Regions from separate parts of the Mus musculus genome. Here regions 1 and 3 are each linked to region 2. Evidence: chromatin contacts called from public Micro-C and promoter capture Hi-C data. All regions are on one chromosome and are shown on one strand. Each heading gives the region's core, a stretch centred on a gene start, on an enhancer-like site or on the middle of the called end of the contact. The rest is flanking DNA. Distances are from core to core; before and after follow the strand shown.

Region 1 (3,637 bases), core at 532-3,031, 450 kb before region 2:
CTGGAGAAGCACGAAAAGTGGATGGTTGAGTTTGGGTCTGCGTGATTGGTCAGCTCTTCCATCTCTGGGAGTTTTCTTTATGAAATATAAAGACATTCCTGAAATTATAAAACCATCTAGAGGTACAGAGAACTATAGTTGAGAAGCAAGGTATGCTCGTACAGTCTGCTGGCTTCAGGCTACCAAACCTCATACGTGTGGTACAGAGTAAGCAAGCCAGTGGCTGGGGTCGAAGGGCCTCACCAGGACTACTTCCTACTGATTAGGGGTGTCAAGTTTCTTGGGGCAAGTTCCATCTTTGCCATCAGGATATCTAATTTCTTGTTGTTGTTTCTTCTTTACGTAGGAACAATTACTTAACAAGTGGTGATCAAGAACCAACCCCACCTCTTGGAGTCTTAGCATTTATATGCCCTCTGAAAAGTCCCCAGAATTCCAAACATCACACAGTCACGGAAACTATCTGGCTGTTGGCAAAAATCACATCCCTTGTACAGCATGAGGCAAATCGCAGTCAACCGCTGTGGACAATCTGAAGCAGCCCAATATCCCAAACCTGGGATTAAAACAAAAACAATTTTTATATTTCTATGTAAATTCCATGTTTAAAAAAAACACCAAAATTCTCACTACACATAATAAAAAGAGGAAATCATCCTGAGCCATGCTTAATATCAGCATCCTGAGACAGACAGGTGAGCTCCAGGACAGCCTGGTTTACACAGTGAGTTCTAGCTAGCCAAAACTACACAGTGAAGCCTGGTCTCTAAAACAAAGAAAAATGTGCATAAATCAATCAGGTATTTTTAAAAAATAGAAACAGAATACAGAACACTTCAGTGTAGTCAAAAGGAGATTGTTCAGAAAGTTCAATAAAATACATTTCTAGTAAAGTTGGCTAGAGGAGAAAGTCAGAAATGAAGGAGAGCTAGCAACAGAAACTTCCAAGGGAGTGAAAGACCAAACAAAGCTTAATGAAATAGACAAGTGTGTGAGATCGCAGCACATCAAAACCCACTAAGAAATCTCATCAGTCAATAAAACCAAGTTCGTTATTTATGACCTCCCCAAAATACTCCAGACCCATCAGCTTCGTGTGTGCGTTCTAGGAAGTGCTTGGGGAAAAAAGAAACAAATGCTAAAGACACTCTCCAGAAAAAGGCAAAAATTAACTAGCCATTGAAAGTTTAACTAGTCTTCAAAGAACCAAAATATGTGTGGGCAACATTTAGGTAGTAAGTGAAGAGTGGAGCCGGAAGGGGGCATTAATTACTCCATGACATTCAACCTCAATAGCTAACATGCAACATATATATATGTATATGTATTCAGACATCACCAAATAACAGTAATATCCTTCATCAGCTTTCACACTTGTCCTTTTAAATATTACTGTCCTCTGAACACACGCTAATGAATGGATTTTATATGCCAAAAGCTCTGAGGTACTTGAAAAATAAGCAGAAATACCTAGAGATTCACAGGGAAAGGCAAAGGCCTTTTAGTGAAGGCTTTGTCGGGTCTCGCATCGACCTTGCGCCATACATACGGTTCTGCACCAAGAGGCAGCACCCTAGGAGGCCCAGGCCCCGCGCGGTGGCGATGGAGCGGGGCCGCGAGTGCAGAGGCTGCGGGGCTGGAGCGCAGCAATGAGGCTCACCTGCGCTACCCCCGCCCGACGCACAGCGCCCAATCCAGCGACCACCCCGGAGCCCCCTGCAGACAAAGAGTCACTTTAACACCATCTGAGTAGCTCCCAATTTATCAGTCTGTCGCCGCGCTCCGGACCGCTGGGCTTTGTAGTTCTCGGCCCGAATCACCCAGCCAAGGCGGCGAGCCTGATGAGCCACCGAACTACAAGACCCATGATACCCTGCGACTGGTGCTACATTCTGCGTGGCTCTCCCGCTTCTCCTCCGGGGGAGCGGCCTGTTGCCGGCGGCCGAGGTCTTGCGGACTGGGGCTGCCCGCCTGGGCTCCGCAACCCGGCTCTCCCTGTCAAGCCCGGCCCCTCGGGCTCACCACTTAGATCCTGCAGGTCAGGGCTGTCAAGGAACGGGGAGGGGCGAGGCGGGGCGCCGTTAGCCGCCGCCCGCCCGGAGTCCGTTAGTTCGCGGCCGGCGCGAAGAGGCGGTGGCTCACGGTTGCCATGGCAGCTGCGGCAGTGCTGCGGAGAGGGCGTGGGGCTGAGTCAGCGTTGGGAAAGGGGGCAGTAGGGAAGGATGCTCAGAGGCGAGTGTGGCGAACACGGAGCCCTCACCCCACAGGATGAGGAACCCGAGACCCTAGGTGGGGCGTGCTGCACCGGCCGGCATCGGGGCGGGACGTGTGCAGCGACAGAGAGCGGCTTCTAAGGAGGCGACCTTGCTGAGCCAGCTCTGTGGATTGGAGGCTGCTCGCAGCCCCCTCCCGCCATCCTCCAGGGAGTGGAGTGAGAACGAGCCATTGCTTAGATAGCGTGTGCACACAGCCTACAGGAGGATTCTGGACTCTGGAACTCGTAAATGGCACTGCTCCCCACCTATTGAATTCGAAGCTATAATGGGTCTTATGCAGAGGTTTGTGCACTCTTCAGTGTACTATGGGCCTGGATTAACAACCTGGCCTTCTAACACAGCTCCTTGGCTAACTGGTTGGTAGCCGATGACCCGAGGCACCTTACCTACCTGCTCTGAACGTTTTAGTCTGCAAAATGGAACTATCTCTGTTCCTGAGAGAAACTTTTATGATAAAACAGAATAAAAGTCTGGCACCTCACACGGTAGCTTTCAGATACTAGTTAATCCAATCGTGATAAAAGTCAAAATATAAGCCGGGCGTGGTGGCGCATGCCTTTAATCCCAGCACTCGGGAGGCAGAGGCAGGTGGATCTCTGAGTTCGAGGCCAGCCTGGTCTACAAAGTGAGTTCCAGGACAGCCAGGGCTATACAGAGAAACCCTGTCTCGAAAAACCAAAAAAAAAAAAAAAAAAAAAAAAAAAAAAAGGTCAAAATATTTGACTAGCAGTTGAAGGTGGATTGGCCGATGGGGAAATTGTCCTGTACCGATTAAAAAGTGCTATATCGCCGGACAGGGGTGGCTCACACCTTTCATCCCAGCACTTGGGAGGCAGAGGCAGGCGGATTTCTGAGTTCGAGGCCAGCCTGGTCTACAGAGTGAGTTCCAGGACAGCCAGGGCTACACAGAGAAACCCTGTCTCAGGGGAAAAAAAAAAAAAGTGCTATATTTCGCTAAAGGTTTAGGTCAGGGAAGTGTCTGTAGCTGTCAGAACTCATGGAATAGAACAGTTATGATTTGTACATTTTGTTGTGTGTAAATATACTTCAAAAGTAGTGTGATGCCTTAGGAAATTAAATTAGGGAAGGTGGGCACTGTGTCAGTGCCTTTATTCCTGGCAGTTGGGAGGCAGCAGCCAGACTGGTCTACAAATTGAGTCCCAAGACAGCCAGTTCTTGTTATACAAAGAAACCCTGTTTTGAAAACAAAACAAAAGAAACAAAAGAACTAAATTAGGACTGTGTAACTTATTTGTTAGAGCGCTTACCTGGCATGCATAAAGCCATGGGTTTGATCCCCTATACCACATACAGGGTACACCCAGGTAGATTGGCTGCACAGCTCTGCAACCCAGCATTCA
Region 2 (3,845 bases), core at 63-2,562:
TCCAGTGTTCCCCGCTTTGTGTTCGGGAATTCTCTCTCCTCAGGGTTATATGCACTCTCAGTTCAGGAGACAGACGTTTTGCTTGATGATAGGATGCACTGGTATCTAAGCAACTGACATCTTTCTTCTCCTTAAGCCGGGGTATAAAATCCACACATAGAGCAACAGTTGCTACCTGTTGAGCCAGAGCCTGGCTGGAGGGGAAGCCCCATTTTATCTCCATTCTGAGTCCCCGGAAGGCCAGCCCCAGCTTTCTTAAGTGGAGAGAACTTCATTCATTTCCTAATGGGTCATACTTGGGGAAAGACTGGAGTTTCTTCATTTTAGTGTCAGGCCAGTAAGGGGTTGCAAAGTACAGAGTAAGGAATGAGGGTAAAGCAAGAGGGATTGGCCCACCAGTGGGATTTGAGGACTGTCTCTTACATGGAGGCTGGGATGGGGAGACTGGAGCAGAAGCCGAGGCAATCAAACACGCCCCTCACAGTTTTGATCCGGCTCTCACCTGTTTGAAAGGAAAACATCTGGCTTGTCTTCCATTGACCCTGATGTAAATGGGTAAAGGATTTCAGGGCACATTCCTGATAGTTCCCTGAGGGACTTCCTAACAAAGGGGTGGAGCCAAGTAGCTCTTGGAATGGTCTCCCATCATAGACATTGCACTTAGAGTTTGAGCTATACGAATAATTCAGATGCTACACTGTAAGCCCTAAATATACCTTAAGCCCACAAACAACGCCCCTTTGTCCAGCTTTATGCCTGTGTTCCTTTAAATGGACTTTCTGTTCCTGACCGCACTGTAATCAGCAGATATCCCTACCGTCCCCCCATTCCCTCCTCCTCCCTTAAAACGGCTCCTTCTAATAGCTAGCATCCTGCAGTGACCAAAGCCATTAGAAGGATTGCACCATTACTATCCTGTCCAGCACACACATAATGCCCCAGGGATTGCCTTTCTTCTTCTTTGCTTGATGCTTTTTTGTGGATGAAATCGGGGCCCAATGGTGGGCTGAAAAAAAAAAAAACCGAAGAGGGCAGAAGGTGACAGTAATTCGTTTCAAGGGCACCTCCCAAACAGCTTTCCCCACTTGAGATTCCTTTGTGAAGGTGACGGCAGATGTCAGCCTTGTGGATAAAGCAGGCTCTGAAAGCACGCGGACAGGTTGCAGACCTCTGTTCCTCGTTACCATAATATTGAATGCTCATCTTTTCCCAAGCACGACAGCGAATATGTGCTCTGCCTGCTAGCTCACTGTTGTTTGTGCTGGAAAGAACCCGGGCCCAGCCCAGAGCCACGTTGCAGGGCTCAGGACTGCTCTGAAACACTGCCACCTAGTGGCGTGATGAGGTAAGACAGCACACATCAAGGGCACCGGGACTCTAGTTCAATCTAGCTGCCCCAGCTCAAAGGCAAGGAGTTAAAAAATCAGGAGCACAAAGACCATAGCCAGTTTGGAAACGCCTAAATAGGGCAGGGGACAGGGAAAAGGGGCGGGGGAACTGGAGCCTGAGAGAGGAATTAAAAGTAATGAACGGGTCGGATTGAGCAGTCCCCACCTCCCCTCCACCCCCCTCCAACTCCCCACCCCACCCCCCCTCGCCCCCCACCCCCAAGCTAGAGATGTGGGTAAGATGAGATTGGAACCGGCCTTCATTTGGACAGCTCAGTCTGGCTTGTGACTGGATCCTTAAGGATCCCGGGGCTCAGTTGAGCTCGGGAAGTCCCTGTGCCTCGGTTTCCTCACTTTGTGGGCCGAGTCAGAGCTCAAAGTCTATCTTCAGTTGAAACATTGTATGAATTTGTTATCTGAGAAATGCAGGAGAAAGCAGTTGGCTATCCTTAAATCATCTGTGTGACTTCTTGTTGATTTAAGGGGGGACTTAAAAATGAACAAAGAAACAAACGAATGAACAAACAAGCATCCACTTCCATCTTGTCTGTTTTCAGGGTTGTAGCTCAGGAATCCTGGGAGAAGCATGGAAGAATCTTCTAGCATGTGGGGACTCTCGGGACCCAAGAGGGAGAGTAACTCCTAAAGACGTGGAGGCTTCTAGTGCTTCAGGACAGACAGTGAGTGTGTGGGGGGTTGGAGGGGATGGGGTGTGGGTACTGGCATGGAAGCAAATCTGTACTATTTGAAACACCGAAGTGAAGACAATCATTATAATGGGTTAATAATTGAGCAGGCCATTCCTTCAAGAGTTACATTTTTAAAGGGAATTTCCTGTTAGAAGGTTCCAAGGAAATCAGATACTGTTCATTGACAAGCAGGAATCTGAACAAGTAGGGGAATCCCCAGGTCCTTCGACCTTACAGGATGGGTTTTGTCCTTTGTCATTCATCGGCGTTCCTTGGGGAAACTCATCTATGATGGCTGTTTTAAACACTTCGAGTATCATTTTTACATCCCAGGGCTAAAAGAAGATGTGGCTCAGCCTCTGCCACCATTTGAAGAAGCCCAGGTTGCTCTTGCTCCTTCTTTTAAGGCTCAATGGTCCTGCTCATCAAAGCATTTCCCCAGCGAACACACAGTGGAGGGAATTTAAATTCCATCTTGATGGAATTTGAACCAAAGCACACTGCCCAGTGTCACTTTATACGCTGTGAATCATCAAGCCAGCTACGAATACCTCGAGGGGTCCTTGCCGTTGTTCAACATAAATCAGTAAAATGACAGGCAATTGACTCTGAAGACAGCTTTCACATGGCTGAGAGGCTGGAGCTGCTGGAAGCAAATGAGGGCATTTTTCTGTAAACCACTTGTGATTAGCGCCAGAATAAACAGTAGATTGGGCTTTATCCTCCACACCACACTCCCCTCCTGCTCTGGATCTCTCATTAGGCGGAAGTGAACACTTCCCTCAGTGTTGGGAGTGGGGGTTGGGGGTTGTCAGTGGGAAGAAGCAAGTTTGTATCTCCACACCTGATGAGTACTTCTGACTTCCCCCCCAGAAGGAAAAGAAGAAATAGACTTGATTTGACTTTTTTTTTTTCCTATGAAGACATAAAATAAGGGCGAGAATCAGACCGACCCTTCGATGCAAAAGCTTGTCGCTGTGCTATGATGCCCTATCACGGCGCCTGCCAGGGCTTAGAATTTCCCTTAATAGAAAGGAGCGTGTTTGAGAGATTGGCACCTGGCAGCAGTGTCTCATGATGTTACAGGCTTATATTCTTTGTAAAGCATTTAATTAATTAATTAATTAATTAATTTAATGTATATGAGTGCACTGTCGCTGTCTTCAGACACACCAGAAGAGGGCATAGGATCCTATTACAGACGGCTGTGAGCCACCATGTGGTTGCTGGGAATTGAATTCAGGACCTCTGGAAGAGCAGTCAGTGCTCTTAACCACTGAGCCATCTCTCCAGCCCCTCCACTTATATTCTTAAAGACACCAGGAAGGTGGCAATGTTAAGCTGATGGAGGCACTGTCTAAGGAGATCTGACGCCAACCTGTGCCACCACGGCCTCCTGGGCCAAATGGCCCCTTAGGTTGTTGTGTCAACTGATTTTCTCCAACAAGAGTCAGGTTTTCCACGAAAAGCATCAAGTGTGCCAAATCAAGTAAGTCTGTAAACCCAGAGGACACAGCCTGCCTGTGATCCAAAATCTGAACTGACACACGCCCTCTGCCACCTGATAAGCTGGGAGTCATCAAGCTAACTACAAATACCCAAGGGCTCCTTCATTTAGAATCTTCCAGACTCATGTGACTATACATAGTAGGACTTTCGGCTATGTAAAAGGTGAGACAGACAGACAGACAGACAGACAGACAGAAATTGCATAGACTTCCTCAGTAAGCAAAGCCTTATCTAGGAAGTACAAAACCTTCTAGCTCCT
Region 3 (4,058 bases), core at 1,136-3,635, 380 kb before region 2:
GCTCCTCAGAATGACAAACTTCTGCGTCTACCTTTGTCACAGATAGCTTGCTATTAGGCATTAACAGATGGGTTGTTTTGTTTTGTCGACGCCCGGTTTCAGGTAGCCCAGGCTAGCCTAAAACTGACTTGAAGCTGGGACTAAATTCCCGATCCTCTTTTTGTTGATGTTTGTGGGGATTTTTGTTTTCCTTTGTCATGGTTTTTGTTTTGCTTTGTTTTGAAGACAGGGTCTCACTGTGTGGCCCTGGCTGAGCTGGAATTAGCTACACAGACCAGAGCAGTCTTGAGATCACAGAGGTCTACATGCCCCTGCCTTGTGAGTGCTTGATTAAAGCTGTTCTCCACCAGGCCTGGAAGACTCCTGGTCCTCTCTGGCCTCTATTTCCTTCACGCCAGGCTTTGGCTTTCTAGATTTTTTTGTTGTTGTTTTTGTTTTTGTTTTTTTTTTATGCTTCAACTCACTGAAGGAATACAAAATATTGGATCACATTTCCATGGCATATTCTCTTTTCACTAGAATCTTCCTTTCATCCTCTTTCATTCCCTCAATAATAGGGAAATGGCAGCTAAGATGAGACATTGGCCAGGTACAAGGATGCAAGGATGCGTGCCCATGAACCCAGAGTTTGGGAAATAGAGGGAAGAGCATTGGGAGTTACAGAGAGATCAGCCTGGATCACATGAGACTCTTATCTAGAATAAAATAAAATAAAATCATGACCTCAGTTTTGCCCACCCAGTATCAGCAATTAAAGCCACAATATTTCAATACTATCTTAGAATCCTACAGTGGTTTGGGTGCACTGGCCAGTTGTTACATCAAGGTTGACACAGCTCAGGTCATCTGGAATAAGGGAAGCTCAGTTGAGAAAATGCCCCCATCAGACTGGCCTATCAGCAGGCCTTTTAGGGGATTTCCTTGATTAGTAACTGAAGTGGAAGGGTACAGCCCACTGTGGGCAGCGTCACTCCTAGGCAGGTAGGTCCAGGCGATATAAGAAAGCAGGCTGAGCAAGCCATGGGAGCAAGCCGTCAGAAACATCCCTCCATGGCCTCTGCTTCCTGTCTTCAGGTTCCTGACATGACTTCCCTCAGTGATAATGTGACCAGAGCTGTAAACTGAAACAAACTCTCTTCACAAGTAGGTTTTGGTCATGGTGTTTTATCCAAGCAATTGAAAGCATACTAAGATGACTTTATTAAAATCAGTCTAAGACAACAGATTGAATTAAAGCCCATTCTTGTAAGATGCATCTCGGACTTTTGGGGAATTTAAGAAACATGGCATTTTACTGCATGTATGGAACAACAAATAGAACTCAAGAATAATCAATTTTTATAATTAAGTCTCCTTACTGAGTACAAACCCAAAGGAAAAGGGATTAGAGCATTGTTGCAAAAGTATTCTCATGGGATCGGAGAACCATTGAGTAAACTAAGTAGATTTAAAACTGGTGGGCTATAGAGGTAACCGGATACCTCCGGTCATCTTTTTATTTATTTTTGAGTTGGCTCTCACTATGTAGCCCTGGCTGTCCTGGAATTTGCTGTATGAACAGGGCTGGCCTCAGACTCACAGAGATTCATCTGCATAAGACTGAATCTTCATTACGCAGTGACTGGGGAAAGGTCTGTTTGCACAATGTGAAAAGTGGAAATTTGAGGTTTTAAAAGCGCGGGCTTCTTCCTTTGTTTATTCCCTAAGTCCCTTTCTCTGTGCTGTACCCACTCCCTCCAACAAAGCTTGGTCACTTTCCATCCCACTCGCTATTTTCACTTCTACGCTAACATCAAACTCAATTCTACGTCACAGATTTTAGAAGCACCCAGGAACAGTACCCAGCCTAGAGAAGGAGAAAGAAATGTCTAAATTCAAAGGCTGAGCAAGGAAACCGCCTGCCAGGCCTGCCTGCCTGGTCGGTCTCATCAATCACAAGACTTAGGTGTCATGAAAACTCCGCCAGAGCTCCCACAGGCTGACGTGCCTCCTCCCTCTCATCGTCTCCGGGAACCCTTGGCACCAATTTCTTAAGGCACAGAAACCTGGCTCTCCGCTTAAGTTTTAACCAAGAACTTCTCTGAGGTCCCAGCAGCGCTGGGGCGGCGCACTGGCTCCTAGGCTGCTGATGCTGTGGCCCTAGCTACCCAGGGCTGCAAAAGCAGGAGGTGCCGCGCAAGGCTGCAAGTTCTAGAGAAAGCAGGGGGCGAGGGGCTCTGTTTGCCGGCTCCGCCATCTCCTCTAGAAAGCACTTAGCGAGAATAAAGTCACCCGCCCACCCCGGATACCTTCTATTGCAATTCTGACGTCCGGGCCTCCTTAAAGCCAGCATTTTTCTCCCTGGGAGAAAGCATTAGTTAATGATTGCCAGCCGCCTTCGCTGTCTGGCAGGCCACGTGACCTGGACACGTGACTTGGAGCCGGCTGGGATGGTTTCTCCTCTTTGAATAAGCTCCTGCTTATTATTGCAGTTACAAGCCTGTGGAAGCGGTGGGTGCAACGTGATTGCCTGGCGGTTACACAACGCCAGAGAGCTGTGCTCGCCGCTGCCAGCCAGCCGCTCCGGGGCTGACTTCTAAAGGAACAGAAAACAAACAGGACTTGCTGTTTTCCAAAGTGAGAGTTCGTTTTCTCTTTAGAAAAAAGCATCTTGGCAAAAGGCAAAGCCCAACCTTGCCAAACTGTACTAGTTCTTTTGGGGCAAAAAGATAAAACTACCGTGCAACAGGCGATTTTTACCACGCCTTTCTCTTCTTTCTCCCTGAAAAGGCCTCGAATAGGTTCTTTTTACGTTTATAAAAAGTGTACAATAATAGAACTTGGAGGCATATACTTTTAATCCCAGCACTCCTGGAAGCAGAGGCACATAGAAATTTGTGATCTTGAAGCCAACCTAGTTTACATAGCAAGTTCCTGGCCAGCCTGGGATACACTATGAGAACCTGTGTCGTCGTCGTCCTCGTCTCCCCCACCCCCCAACGCCACCCTACAATCTATCCCCCACCCAGTATTAAGGTTCTAATACAATAGTAAGAGTGTTTGGCTTCCATGTATTAAAGCTCTTAGGATTAAACCCAGAGAGAGGAAGAGAGGGAAGAAGGAAGGGAAAAGAAAAAGGCTCTATGGTTAGTTTTAAATTTAAACTGCAAATGAAAAGGTCTTTTGTGGCTCCTCCTGCCTTTAATTTGTAAAATATTAACAGTTGAATTTTTATTTTCAGCGTCTGGAAGAAGCTTCATAGGAGACATTATATGCATGCATATGAATGAAAATATATGCAGATTAGCCTCCAGAGGGCCTTTCCCCCCACCAAGATATCTTTACTGTGTGCGTCTTAGAACTGTCCAACGTCCCTGCAAAGGGAGCCCTGCAATGTTTAGCTTTCTCCTTGTTGACAATTACAAGAGATGGGCAGAGAGGGAAAAAAAACCACACAACTGAGTAGGACAGATGCCCTCCCCAGGTGGGACTGCTGAGGGAGGTCCCCATACCTGTCTCTTCCTTTGAGGCGACCCTTTCTCCAGCCCAGGCCAAGAAGTTCTCAGTGGTGAATTCATTCCACAGCCTGCTAGCTGTTACTGCAGGAGCCTCGATAGCAGGAGTAACAACCAGAGACAGACAGGCAGACAGACAGACAGACAGACAGAGCAAGCCTGCCTTCTTGGGGTTTTACTTCAGAGATCTCCAGGGCCCAGCCTGGCCTGGCCTGGCCCAGACTGAAGTAGCTAGTGCAGTCTGAGAGGCCCCTTTCTGTTCTCCTGGCATTGCCAAGGGCCCTGCTCTACTGGCTCGAAAGACTCACGGATGTGCCAGCTGACTCACGGTGTGGTGGTTTGAACAAGAATGCCGCCCCCTCCCCCCCCTATCCCACCCCACCCCCACCCCCGACAAGCTCATGGATTTGTCATGGTGCTTTTGGAGTTCAGGAGGTACTGCCTGGATGGGGTAAGTGTGTCACTCTGAAGGGGCTTGGAGGATTTAAAGACTCCACGCTGCCGTTTGCAGCTCACTTTGTCTGCTTTGTGCTGTGCCTCCAGATGTGAGCGCACAGCTTCTTG

What was found. Promoter capture Hi-C pulls out the DNA fragments that hold promoters and counts their contacts. Hi-C and Micro-C count contacts between places; a contact is called where the count stands out from the background.
Region 1: a Micro-C map of muscle stem cells shows a contact between it and region 2, with 8 times the contacts expected there. The contact joins the promoter of Katnal1 here to the enhancer-like site in region 2. A contact is called at or near these places in 9 of 39 promoter capture datasets (the 3T3-L1 cell line, 3T3-L1-derived adipocytes, the HPC-7 cell line and 6 more), 3 of 484 Hi-C or Micro-C datasets (bone marrow-derived macrophages, muscle stem cells and nephron progenitors), 7 of 115 datasets of contacts at active chromatin or transcription factors (the SCID.adh cell line, astrocytes, bone marrow-derived macrophages and 4 more) and 1 of 9 other capture datasets (macrophages).
Region 3: a contact with region 2 is called in a promoter capture Hi-C map of liver, with 6 times the contacts expected there. The contact joins the promoter of 5930430L01Rik here to the enhancer-like site in region 2. A contact is called at or near these places in 14 of 39 promoter capture datasets (the 3T3-L1 cell line, 3T3-L1-derived adipocytes, the HPC-7 cell line and 10 more), 1 of 15 datasets of contacts at CTCF or cohesin (the NIH/3T3 cell line), 3 of 484 Hi-C or Micro-C datasets (bone marrow-derived macrophages and uterus), 10 of 115 datasets of contacts at active chromatin or transcription factors (the NIH/3T3 cell line, craniofacial prominence, double positive thymocytes and 7 more) and 1 of 9 other capture datasets (liver).

The regions. Positions count from the first base shown.
Region 1 is chr5:148,926,866-148,930,502 of GRCm38.p6, forward strand. Katnal1 (katanin p60 subunit A-like 1) reads right to left here and starts at 1,782. Exons shown (of 11, transcript NM_153572.2): 1 at 1,661-1,782. Gm36446 (a long non-coding RNA gene) reads left to right here and starts at 1,947. Exons shown (of 2, transcript XR_377236.1): 1 at 1,947-2,038; 2 at 2,268-2,757.
Region 2 is chr5:149,374,724-149,378,568 of GRCm38.p6, forward strand. It overlaps a transcript of Medag not described here. Among named protein-coding and RNA genes, the nearest start is that of Gm38753, 9.1 kb to the left of the region's middle. Within about 2 kb of position 1,313, at least 94 of the 459 cell types and tissues checked have an H3K27ac peak or open chromatin away from gene starts, as enhancers often do. A contact at or near this core is called in the HPC-7 cell line, the SCID.adh cell line, double positive thymocytes and 2 more, where this site is marked.
Region 3 is chr5:148,992,830-148,996,887 of GRCm38.p6, forward strand. It overlaps 5930430L01Rik (RIKEN cDNA 5930430L01 gene), which reads right to left and starts at 2,386. Exons shown (of 2, transcript NR_102384.1): 1 at 2,289-2,386; 2 at 1-695. Gm15411 (a long non-coding RNA gene) reads right to left here. Exons shown (of 5, transcript XR_868721.2): 4 at 3,492-4,058.